3 separate regions of the Mus musculus genome follow, and all the other regions are linked to region 2. The links are chromatin contacts, called in public HiChIP or PLAC-seq maps. All regions are on one chromosome and are shown on one strand. Each heading gives the region's core, a stretch centred on a gene start, on an enhancer-like site or on the middle of the called end of the contact. The rest is flanking DNA. Distances are from core to core; before and after follow the strand shown. Region 1 has its middle 24 kb from the start of Gm26061. Region 2 has its middle 18 kb from the start of Gm51894. Region 3 overlaps Jade2 (jade family PHD finger 2).

The links. HiChIP or PLAC-seq counts read pairs in DNA pulled down with a chosen protein or histone mark.
Region 1: a contact with region 2 is called in a FOXA1 HiChIP or PLAC-seq map of pancreatic cancer cells. The contact joins two enhancer-like sites. A contact is called at or near these places in 1 of 484 Hi-C or Micro-C datasets (CD8 T cells), 1 of 115 datasets of contacts at active chromatin or transcription factors (pancreatic cancer cells) and 1 of 9 other capture datasets (adipose tissue).
Region 3: a contact with region 2 is called in a FOXA1 HiChIP or PLAC-seq map of pancreatic cancer cells. The contact joins two enhancer-like sites. A contact is called at or near these places in 3 of 15 datasets of contacts at CTCF or cohesin (embryonic stem cells, large pre-B cells and pro-B cells), 22 of 484 Hi-C or Micro-C datasets (CD4 T cells, the G1E-ER4 cell line, the N1E-115 cell line and 12 more), 9 of 115 datasets of contacts at active chromatin or transcription factors (astrocytes, embryonic basal ganglia, embryonic stem cells and 2 more) and 3 of 9 other capture datasets (adipose tissue, embryonic stem cells and liver).

The regions. Positions count from the first base shown.
Region 1 is chr11:51,938,316-51,942,076 of GRCm38.p6, forward strand. No RefSeq gene overlaps it. Among named protein-coding and RNA genes, the nearest start is that of Gm26061, 24 kb to the right of the region's middle. Within about 2 kb of position 2,491, at least 75 of the 459 cell types and tissues checked have an H3K27ac peak or open chromatin away from gene starts, as enhancers often do. A contact at or near this core is called in pancreatic cancer cells, where this site is marked.
Region 2 is chr11:52,339,116-52,342,816 of GRCm38.p6, forward strand. No RefSeq gene overlaps it. Among named protein-coding and RNA genes, the nearest start is that of Gm51894, 18 kb to the right of the region's middle. Within about 2 kb of position 2,201, at least 73 of the 459 cell types and tissues checked have an H3K27ac peak or open chromatin away from gene starts, as enhancers often do. A contact at or near this core is called in the N1E-115 cell line, Th17 cells, embryonic fibroblasts and 4 more, where this site is marked.
Region 3 is chr11:51,831,185-51,835,066 of GRCm38.p6, forward strand. Jade2 (jade family PHD finger 2) reads right to left here. Exons shown (of 13, transcript NM_001357588.2): 6 at 69-229. Among named protein-coding and RNA genes, the nearest start is that of Gm30110, 22 kb to the right of the region's middle. Within about 2 kb of position 1,472, at least 123 of the 459 cell types and tissues checked have an H3K27ac peak or open chromatin away from gene starts, as enhancers often do. A contact at or near this core is called in the N1E-115 cell line, Th17 cells, embryonic fibroblasts and 4 more, where this site is marked.

The DNA.
Region 1 (3,761 bases), core at 1,241-3,740, 400 kb before region 2:
CTTTGCAGCTATGTGAACAAGTTCTGATTAATAAGATACATGAGGAATGTTGTGTCCAACATCTAGAAAGCATCCTTAGGGGAAGAAAAGTATGCCCTGTCTCCTTTCTTTTTGTTCACCTTAACCACAAAGCATTGTCTCTAACTGACAGCTGGAATTAGAGCAGCCATCTTGGAACTCAAGGCTTCTTTTTTTAAGGACAGCAAATATGGTTGCCATTTTCTAAGATGGCTTCCAGCGACCCTCAATGCCCAGTTCCAATATTCTTTCTTGTTCCTTTCTCCCTTCCATTAAGTAGGACTGGCCTGTGTAACCTACAACCTGAGATATCACAGAGATGCAGCCGTAGAAAGTGAGGCGTGTTACTTCTGCCACAGTGTCTCATAGGAACATTAATTGTGCTTTGCTTTCTCTAGGGTTGCAAGCTCTAGGTCAGGAAAGGCCAGGGGCCCTGCTTTGGATTCACGGAAGTGAACGCATGGATTAAGGTCACAGTAGGGAACCCATGCTTCCTGCCAATACCAAAGGTCAACTTCTCATCGTGTTACAACTACCCTGCTCAAGCCTTCAGGTGACCACAGCCCCACTGACATCCTGCCTGAAGCCTCTCGAACCATGTAGCTAAGTCACTTCCGCTTCTTGAGCTACAGGAAGTGTGAGGTCAGAGATGTTTGGTCCTGTTTGGAGCTACTGAAATGCTCTTTTCTTTTGCAGATAGGAATGGAAGCAGAGCCTTGGGTAATTTAGGCAAATGTTCTACTACTAAACCTCCCCCCAAGCCCAAGCCAGGAGACCAGGCCTCTGGAGCCTGGGCTGGCCTGGAGCTCACTCTCTAACTGAGAATGGCCTACCTTGAGTTTCAGATCCTCCTGACTAGGAACATAAGCATAGGCTACTGTGTGTGTGTGTGTGTATGCTTGTGAGTGTGTATGTGTGAGTGAGTGTGTGTGTTTGCATGTGATATATGCATATGCATGCATGCGTGTGTGGATTTGGGCGCGTGCATACCACGGCACACCTGTGGAGGTGCCAGCACAGTCTTGGGTATTCGTTAGCCCTTCCTTTCCGTGTTTGAGACATGCGGGTCTTTTGTTCCCCTTTGCATACTCACCCTTGCTGGCCTGGGAAGCTGTGCAGACTCTTCTTTCCTCCCTTGAGACAGGGTTTCTCTGTGCAGCCCTTGCCACCTGGTCTGGGGAATCCTCTGTCGCTCCCTCACATCTCACTGTAGGAGCACTGGGATCAAATGGCCATGCTACTACTGTAACTGCGGGCGGGCGGGGTGAAGATTCTAGGAATCCGAGCTCAAGTCCTCATGTTTGCACAGCAAGTGTTTGATCCACTGAGCCATCTCTCCAGCAGATTTTTAAAATTGCATTTGTATTTACTTACTTGTTCTGTGCCTGTGCACTCATGCATGTACCTACACACATGCCTCTCGAAGCGCATGTCCTTTCTGTCTCTCTGCTTCCTATTTACATTGGATCACCGTCACTCTAAACTTCTAACTGTATACAACTGCAAGTGCCTTTAACAGGTTGTCTTCTCAGCTATCCTCCTGCCCACGGCATGGGGAACCCTCAGCGTTTCTAAGAGGATGGCCAGTTTACTTATTTATTTACTTTTACATCTGTAGCTGTGTACATTCCTGCATCTGCCTGCATTCCTCGTACTTGGGCAGCAGAAACAAGAGAGTAAGGAGCCGGAGGCCAGTCTAAACTATGTTGTAAAGCCCTGTCTCCAAAACAACTGGGGTGTAGCTTAGGTAGAGTGCTTGCCTAGTGCACACAAAGTCCTGGGCTCCATTCCCTAGCACTGCCTAAAACCGGGCACGGAGAGTGTGCCTGTACTTCCAACACTTTAAAGGCAGGAGTGTCAGAAGTCCAAGGCCATCTTCTGATATAGAGTGAGTTCCAGGCCATCCTAGGATACATGAGACCTTGTCTTAAAAGCTAAGAACAAGAGATTAAGGAGATGGTTTTATGGGTAAGAGGATGTGCCCTTCAATCATGGGGACCTGGGTTTGACTCTTCAGCACCCTTGAAGAAAGCTGGTTATGGCTCTACAGGGAAGCAGAGACTGATTCTGAGAGACCCTGTCTCAAGGCACGACAACCAGGTCTAAAATCTTGTGAATTTTTAAGGGAAAAGTGTACCAAATAGGCAAAACTACATCTTGATAATGTGCTCCAACTCAGCCAAGGCAGTCCCAGGAGGCTGCTTGCCGTCTGGGGAGAGGTTCCGGAGCTGTCCACTGACAGTAAGCCTGCTGAATGAGCTACCGTGATGCCAGGAATTCCTCACTGCTCAGTACTGGCCTCCGCAGCTCAGCCCAGCGTGGGGAACACCCCACGGAGGATCACACAGGAGTGGGAATATGATTCCACCTGCCCCTCCTCCTCTTGAAAGGCATCCTGCTCTGAACAGCTTGCAGCTGAACCGAAGAATCACTGCCAAGCCACTGCTTGCACAACAGCACACTTCCGAGGAGGTACACCAAATATTTGTTGACTGAGTTGTGTCTTCCTTCTGACTTACATGATAGTCCAGATATGCGCTGGCATCTGCGCTCGCGGGTGGGTCATCGGCTGGGAATGGCTCCAAGCACTTCCTTTTCCTCAGTCTTCCTTAACCAACCTACAAGGTTGTTTATTTTGGTTTGTAAGGATAGAGATACACTAAGTCACGGGTGGTGGTGCCATTTTTCATCCTAGCACTTAGGAAGCTGAGGCAGGTGAATATCTGTGACTTCAGCCTGGTCTACATAACAAGATCCAGGCCAGCTAGGCTGACATAGGGTGATAGAGAGACCTAGTTTAAAAAAAGAAAGTTGAAACCTTCCTTCGAGAACTTTCTTCATTAGACAAGCTGATAAGCTTTTTGTCTCTGCTGTTTGATTTGACTTGTTATATTTATTTATATTTTGATTTTTAAAAGTTTTTTTTGTTTTTTGTTTTTGTTTGTTTGTTTTTTGAGACAGGGTTTCTCTGTATAGCCCTGGCTGTCCTGGAACTCACTTTGTAGACCAGGCTGGCCTCGAACTCAGAAATCTGCCTGCCTCTGCCTCCCAAGTGCTGGGATTAAAGGCATGCGCCACCATGCCCCGCTGATTTTTAAAAGATTTTATTTTTATGTGTTCTGCCTGCATGTATGTCTGTATACCACTTGTATGCCTAGTACTACAAGAGATCAGAAGAGAGTGTGAGATTCCCCTGGAACTAGAGTTACAGACTATTGTGTGAGCTGCCACGTGTATTCTGGGAGTTAAATCTGGGTCCTCTGGAAGAGCAGCTGGTACTCCTAGCCACTAGGCCATCTCTCCAGCTCCTTGTTTTATTTTTAAATTAATTTTAAAACATATTTATTTATTTTATGTATATGAGTACACTGTAGCTGTCATCAGACACACCAGAAGAAGGCCCCAGATGGTCGTGAGCTACCATGTGGTTGCTGGGAATTGAACTCAGGACCTCTGGAAGAGCAGTCAGTGCTCTTAACCGCTGAGCCATCTCTCTAGTCCCTTAAATTAATTTTTAAAAGAGATTTTCATTTGGTTTTTAGGTATGAGTATATATCTGTCTGTGTGTGGTTTTGTGTACTTGTGTGCAGGTGCCGACCTGTGTGCAGGTGCCGACCTGTGTGCAGGTGCCCACCTGTGTGCAGGTGCCGACCTGTGTGCAGGTGCCGACCTGTGTGCAGGTGCCGACCTGTGTGCAGGTGCCGACCTGTGTGCAGGTGCCGACCTGTGTGCAGGTGCCCACC
Region 2 (3,701 bases), core at 951-3,450:
TTTGGTCCTAGCAGCAGTTCATTCACCAAATGCTTCAGTCTGGGCCCTGCCATCTGTCTAGAGTAGGCTGAGGGTGTCTCCAAGGAAGATGAGCTTACAAGGAGTCAGCCATGTGTGGGGCTGGTCTCTTCTGTGTGCTAACCCTCAAAATGACACCGGGAGGCAGTGTTGACTGGGTGGACAGAAGGGCCAGTGATGGGTGCACAGTGTGGGTACCAGTTACTTCTACAAACACACAGACCAGCAGAGCTCACACATGGCGTGCATACAGTGAAAACACACACGGGTAACGAGGTGCACACACAACCTGCACAGATCACATATACACATATAGCTTCACATACAGGTGCACAGAGAGATGTGTACACAGAGATGTACACAGCCGCGCACACCTCATGTGCCACGGAGCTACGGTCTGTGGAAGACAGATGTGCATTGTAGGAGCTAAGATGGCAGCTAGCTGGGCAAAGCTTTGTGAGTTCAAGGACACCCCGGGGGCTTTCCTGTGGGCCCAGCAGCTGGGGACGCAGGCAAGAAATATGGCTCAGGTCTTTCACTGGTGGGGAGCAGACACCCGGATGTTGGCTGCCGTTGGTGGGGGCCGTTGGCGCACACCTGTGCCATGTAAGCTGAGCAAGGGTGGGAAGGAACAGAGTTCCCGTGCAGATGTCCCGCCAGCAAGAGGGGGTGACCTTGAAGCTTAGGTTCCAAAGTGCAACTCAAGTTGATCCTAGAGCAGACCCCCAGGAGGGAAGGGGAGACTGGGTGGGATCCAGAAGAGCGCCTGCCGTGCAGTGCTTTAGAAAGGCACCGTCTGCTCAGCTTTTTCTTTCTTATTTTATCTTACACGTTATTATTGTGTTAGGAAGCACGCCTACTATGGGGACATGTGCGGAGGTCAGAGGACAGCTCTGTGGAGTTGGTTCTCTCCTTCCACTTTTTATGATCTCGGGGACCAAACTTCAGTCACCAGACCTGGGCAGCAATCGCCTTTAGCCGCTGAGCCATCTTGCAGACCCCTGCTTCAGCATTATCATCTCTGAAATGGGCTAATGAAGATACCTCCCTCTGGGGATGCAGGGAGGATTGGATGAGATTGGGAGCCACTGCTTTGCTCAGTTCCTAAGGACTAAAAAATGGTGGCCTTTAACAAAAGCCTACCCATCCCCATCATGAGTGCGCCATCAGAATGAGAATGAGGAGCTGTTGGCAGCGAAAGTCCTCATTCTATAGTCACCTCCCACCAGGCAATTGAATCCTGCTCTGAGTGAGTTAGTTCCTGGCCCTGGTGTGGTCCAAAGCTGAGCTGCTCCTAGTCTGGCTTGTTGTGTGTCCTTGAGTAGTTGCTCTGCCTTTCTGAACCCCGGCGGCCTCATCCACTCTAGCATAACTGCCTGTGAAGAACAAATAAGATGGTGCATCTAAAACTATCAGGCGAGACCAGGAATCAGCCGGGAGCTACAATGGTTCAGGCTTTGGAATATCACTCTATAGGCTGTCTGCCGGCCACCACCCTTCAGACTGCCACTCACAGGTGCCCGTGAAGGCTGCCGAGAGGCAGTCCCCATCAGCCTGTCTCCTACACCCACACACTCTGTGTGGAGACCACAGGCGCCCAAAGGGTATGCTAGTCTCTGCTCTACCGCGTACCCTCTCCTGAAGGCAGGCATTTCAGAGATTCCAGTTTCACCAGGAAGCTCAGATCCAACAGGTCAGTTGGACAGGACCTGACTGCACACCCTGGAGACAGCCCGTGCTAGATGGGCCAAGCCTGTCCCTTGGGGCAGGACATCTAGCCTGGGCCTGTGAACTAAGGGATGGAGATAAATTTGCACTAGGGGCTTGCATCAACTTAATCCATTCCCACCCATGTAAGGAATTCTGGAGCCACTGAATGAGAAGCCTGGCCCTACCTGGGCCTAGTTATCCTCAAAGAAACGCTACCCAGCGTGAGTGGCGGTGGCCATGGCTCCGGCCCCTCAAAGCGGTGAGCAGACAGCCTTGCTGCTGAGTGTCCCCCTCCCCCGCCCTGCCCTGACTCATCCAGAAAGCACGTGGCCACAAGAGACTCTGTCCTTTGCCTTGGGTTTCTGCTCCCCACTCAAACAACCTTGTTTTCAAGTGAAAACCCACAGAGCGCTCTCCCCGGCTCTGATCCTCCAAACAAACAAAGGATGTTGGTCTGTGTTTTGGTTTGTTTTGAAGCTGCAGAAGAGAGAGGGAAATGGGTCACCTCAGGAACTCCAAGGGTGGTGGCTGAGGGGTGTGTGGTGGCCTTGGGGGGGGGGGTGGTGCCTAGCTCCAGAGCACTGTTTGGCAAGGTCACCCTGGGTGGGCCCTAATCCTCAGGGAATGACCCCCCCAGGATGCTCTGACCTGGGTGGGGGTCCTTATGGGGCTCCAGGATAGGACCACATGGGGAAGGCAGCCGGCTGGGGTCCTAGGCAAGACTCAGAGATCCTTTGCCAGGTGATCAAGCAAAGCTTGTCTTTCTCTGAAATTCAGTTTCCAGGCTACCAGGCTCAGCCCTGACCCCAGCTGCGGGAACCTGGGGCCACTGGGGACACACTGTCAGGCCTGAGGCCGGCTTCCTGCTTCTTTCCGATACTCTGCAGAGGCCCCCACAGTACCTAGGACCCAGGTTTTATGGCTGTGCCCTTTTGGGGTCTGTGGCTGTTCCTCCAAAGTGCTTTAACCTCTTCCCTTCTTGCCCATGTGGCAATCCGGATGGCAGCCAGCCCCTGAGGGATTTGTTTTTTGAGGCGAGGTCTCAAGGAACCAGGATTAGCCTGAATCTCACTGTGTAGCCAAAGATGAACTATACAGTCTGATCGTTCCGTTCCCACCTCCCAAGTGCTGGCAACACTGGCGTGGACCACCACACCCTGGTAAACAGCACTGGGGTTTGAACCCAGAGCTTTGTGCGTGTTAGGCAAACACTCTACCAACAGCTGCATCTCCAGCCATTTGTTAGTTTTACCATAGGTCTTACACGTAGCCCAGGGTGGCCTTGAACTCATGGGGATCCTCCTGCCTCAGCCTCCCCAGTATTAGTGTTAGGCATAAGTCTGCCCAATGGTTCATGCTCAGCTCAAGTCAGTGTTTTGGCGTGTGTGTGTGTGTGTGTGTGTGTGTGTGTGTGTGTGTGTGTGTCCTTAATTCTTATTGTGAAAGAGACATAGCTCGTTTGGGCAAGATACACAGCCTTGTTTTGCACATTATATAGAGAGGCTCCCAGGCCTCCCTGCTGAGTCCTTGGCCAGTTAAAGTAAAGCAGGCAGAAGCCTCCTGAGGACCCATTTCTCACTTTGGAGATGTCATAGTGAACTCTGGGTGCTGCCGTCAGAGAAGACATCTCATTGATGAGCAAAAGATAATATGGAGAGCCCAACCTGGGCCTTTTTGGGGGTTCCCCTGGCACTGGAAGGGCTGTGATGACACCATTTGCTTTCCCCCTGGCTGTCGTAGGTGTGTGGGCAGGTGCTTTGGGAGGAGGGGGCTCTGCAGCACATCCGCCCACCCCACTGATTCCACAGGAGCAGAATTGAAAACACCCCTGAGTGGACATCTTGGTAAAGCCACGAGTGAACAGCGAGTGGGGGCGTACACCTGTAATCCCAACACTTGGGAGGTAGAGGCAGAGGCAGGTGCTTCTCTGTGAGTTGGAGGCCAGCCTGGTCTACAGAGTGAGTCCCAGGACA
Region 3 (3,882 bases), core at 222-2,721, 510 kb before region 2:
TGGAGGGGCCCGGAGGAAGATCCTCCCTGACATCTGCAACCAGGTGCCTGGTGAAGAGCGTCACCTACCCATCTCCTTGAGCTCCGAGTTGAGAAGTTCCAACCAGTACGCATCGATCTCATCCAGGTCGTAGCGGCTGCCTCCTGGCCAGTCAGGATGGGCACCCTCACCAAGTGTGGGGCTATCTGGGGACATCTGCGTGGGGGGGCCTTTCAGTGGTGGGAGGAGCCTGGGAAACAGAATGGTAGTGATAAAGAGAGAGGCCTTAGCTTGTCCTCCTCGGGCTGCCCAGCTGAAGAACTGGTTGCCCAAGGGTAAGATGGGTGTGAGATGCTGATGCCCGACCACGCCCATCCCCTCATATCCACCTCCATTCCCATTTCTTTCCTTGTTACCAGTCTGCCTTACAGACTCTATTAACTGTGGATCTTCAGGAACAGTACGTCCTAAGGGCTGTAAGGCAGAGTGAGGACCATGTGGGAATGACATGGGACCCTGGTTCACCACAGTAGCATCTGCTTTGCCCAGTTGGGGATTATTCCCAACCTGGACCAGCCCTGCCTGGTCTGCAGGAGGTGTCCCAAGTGCCATTCTGGTTAATGCCCTGTGCCAGCTACTCAGGGACAAGTGAGACAGAGCCAGCTGGATTCTAGACCCTTTGGCAATACCCCTCCAGGCTAAGACCAAAGATTGATTGCATGGCTTCATAATCTCTGGCCCTTCCTCACCAACAGCCTACAGGTCTTGAGTTGAAGTCTGGCTGCTTTCCCCAGGTGTTTCAGCTCCATGGGACTCTACTATAGAACCCTGGAGCGGGCTTTCTGGATTAGAGGTGCATGGTCACTGAGACATGCTGGCCACACACCTTGAACCTCCCCATGAACCACACAGGCATGGTGTTTCTTACTGCTTCAGCTTGCCTCTCCAAACTTCCAAGCTCCAACACTGTCTCAGATCCCATGCCAGATCAGTTTTCCCTTGGGACCAGGAAACCTGCTGCAGGCACCAAAGCTCCACCCTTGAATGTCTGTTCCCTCCAGTCCCCAGGAATACTACTAACATAATCTACCATAGGCATTTGGTGAGAGGATGGCAGGGATTAACAAAGAAAGCTCTTAGCCAAAGTGCTAGGCAGGTGGTGGTGGTGGAGGTGGTAGGCTGACTCTGTGTGTGTGTGTGTGTGTGTGTGTGTGTGTGTGTGTGTGTGTGTGTGTGTGTGAAGACTGCTAGATGTCAATCACCTTTCTACCCCCCCCGAAGTGGAAAATAAGGGGCACTTTGCCTCAGGTGGGTGGGGTCCTCCACACATCTGTGTGCTACCCGTCAGATTCTGAGGCCAGTTCAAAATGCCAGGCCTTCCCATACCCACTGGTTGCCATGGTTATTGTCTGGAGCCTGGCCTCCATCTGGCCAGCCCTGCCAGGCCTGAGAGGCCCCACACTTGCCCAGGAGGCCTCCTGGGGTCGGAGCCAGGGCTTGCCAAGGGCTGTGACTCAGCTCAGCCTGAGCAGGGGAGGGAGGGTTCAAGATGGCACAAAGGGCAAGGGCTGAGCTTCAGGGAGGGCCCCTGGCTTCAGGAAATGCCCTGGTGTCAGAAAGGGGACAGGAAGGATGCTGGGTACAGGGAGCCAGGGGTATAAGCAGAGAGAAAAGACTGTAGGCTTGGAAGTCATGAGGACAATGAGAAGGGGTCAAAGGCTAAAGGTTAGTGCCACCACCCACATGAGAAGAGTCATAGGTAACAATGATGGCAGGACCCTCCTCCCACGCCAAGTAAACTATCTCAAACAGAAGCCAACACCAAAGCCCTCAGTACAACCAAATGCTGCCTTTCCCAAGAAACTGTCACTTCAAATGAGCGTCTCTTAAAAGCACAGCCTGTAATTTTGTCACAATCCAGCTTTGTGTGCCCTAAACATACACTTAGTCAAGCGTTTGAGCATCCCTGTCTGAACAGCCACCTACTGCCAAATACCAGTCACACCTGCTTGCTTCACTGGTGTGGCCTGGCTGTCCCTTTGGGGAGCCAGAGCTGAGGGACACACACCAGAAAGAGCACTTCTCCCAGGCGCGAACTGACCTGACCCTAAGCCAACACCTCTTCCTCAGACACAGCAGACAGAATGAGCTGGACAGTGTGGAAGGAAAGCTCCTTCAAGACCTACAGGGGAGAGCAGAGGCTATCCCAGAGATGTAGACAGACGCCAGAGGTTTCTTTTGCCATGGACCAAGTCTAAAGGGACAGTGCAAATCCTCAGGGGCAGATTTTAGACCATGAGGTAAGCACAAGTGCCCAAAGGCCATTTGAGGCAGAGGAGTTGGGCTGGCATGGTGTCTGGGGGAAGAGTAGTCAGAGTATGCCTAATACTCTTACCCTAGGCCTCACAGGGACAGCCCAGGGTTTGTTCCTGTGGTCTGTCATTTCCTGGCCCAGCGGCCTACTAGGCCCCATAGGAAATTCCCCTGAATTTCCTGACTTCCTCATCTATAAAGTGGGGACAGTATTGTGTACCCTACAAGAATGGTCCCTGAAGAATGGCGAGAGGCGCTCAGTATCCCTCATGGTAGCTGCTACAAAGGCTTCCAGGAGGCTGTGCAGTGGGGAGGCACCCAGATTGGTGGGAAGCTGGAAAACAGGGGTGTGACGACCCCCTGAGTTTTAAAGTCTGAAAGGACACATTTGCCCATCTCAGCACGTCTGCTCTCAGTACAGGGAGGCTCTGCATGTCTACCTCATGCCAGCCACGCCCAGCCATGAGGACCCTGTGCATGTACTCTGTTAGTAGAATGATTGCCCAGCACAGGAAAAAGCTCTGCGGTCTATCCCAGCACCACGTAAACGGGATGTGACGGTCATCCTTGGATACACACCAAGTTCAAAACCAGCCTGGGACACATTAAAAAAAAAAAAAAAAAAAAAAAAGATAGCTACGAAACAACTGAACCGGATGAAGGATGCTGGAACCTCAGGCGGCCAGACAGCATGGTTCCTCTCCACGTCATCCGATAAAGAACCCTATACATGGTCTTAATGAAGTCAAGCCACCAGGGGAGGGGCAACTGCAATCAGTTGTCATGCTGCACATAGTGACAACTTGGCCTGAGAATTCTCACTTAACCCTGACTCCTACACCGTCAGGTGACCACTGGTATGAATAGCGTGGCGTTTCACAGAGGAGCAGGCTGCTTCAGAGACAAGGTCAGGGCACAAAACCCAGTAGGATCTTGACCCATGTTACAGGCCCCAGAAGGGGATCCATCTGTCATCATCCATCTGTCTATTATCCATCTGTCCATCATCCATCTATTCATCGTCCATCTGTCCATCCACCCATCCTGATTGTCAAAGGGCCTCAGATCTGTCCCAGAGTACCTAAGTTGGACTGAGCCTTCCTAACCTGCAAGCCTAGCACAGGGCTGGCACAAAGCAGGCTCTTCATACATGTGGCTGCTAGCAAGCAATGGTGCCAATGTCAAAGGAGGGGATAACCGTGACCTTTGCCCCAAGTGTCATCTACTTGGTCTCCTTGGTCCCAAGCCAAAGTGATGAGGCTGCCAACACCAGGAGGGGGAATTAACACGAGCTGATCAATTCAGGTGAGCTGGTGGGACAGGGCTGCCAGTCCCTTCAGGTTGCAGAATCAAACACTTGACTACATTCTGTAGTTTGAGGCAAGACCGTCTATGGTTACATTCTGACAAGAGTCCCTGCTCACAAGACCTGTAGGCTATGAAGCCCTTGGGGATTCTATTCTGACCCGGCCCTAGTAGGACAGACACCTCAAAGGCTGACACTGGCGCGTGCTTCTTAAGTCTCTATTGGGTGATGGGCACCAGCTCTGTCCTCTAAATATATCTTTAAAGAACAACATGGCTTATTTT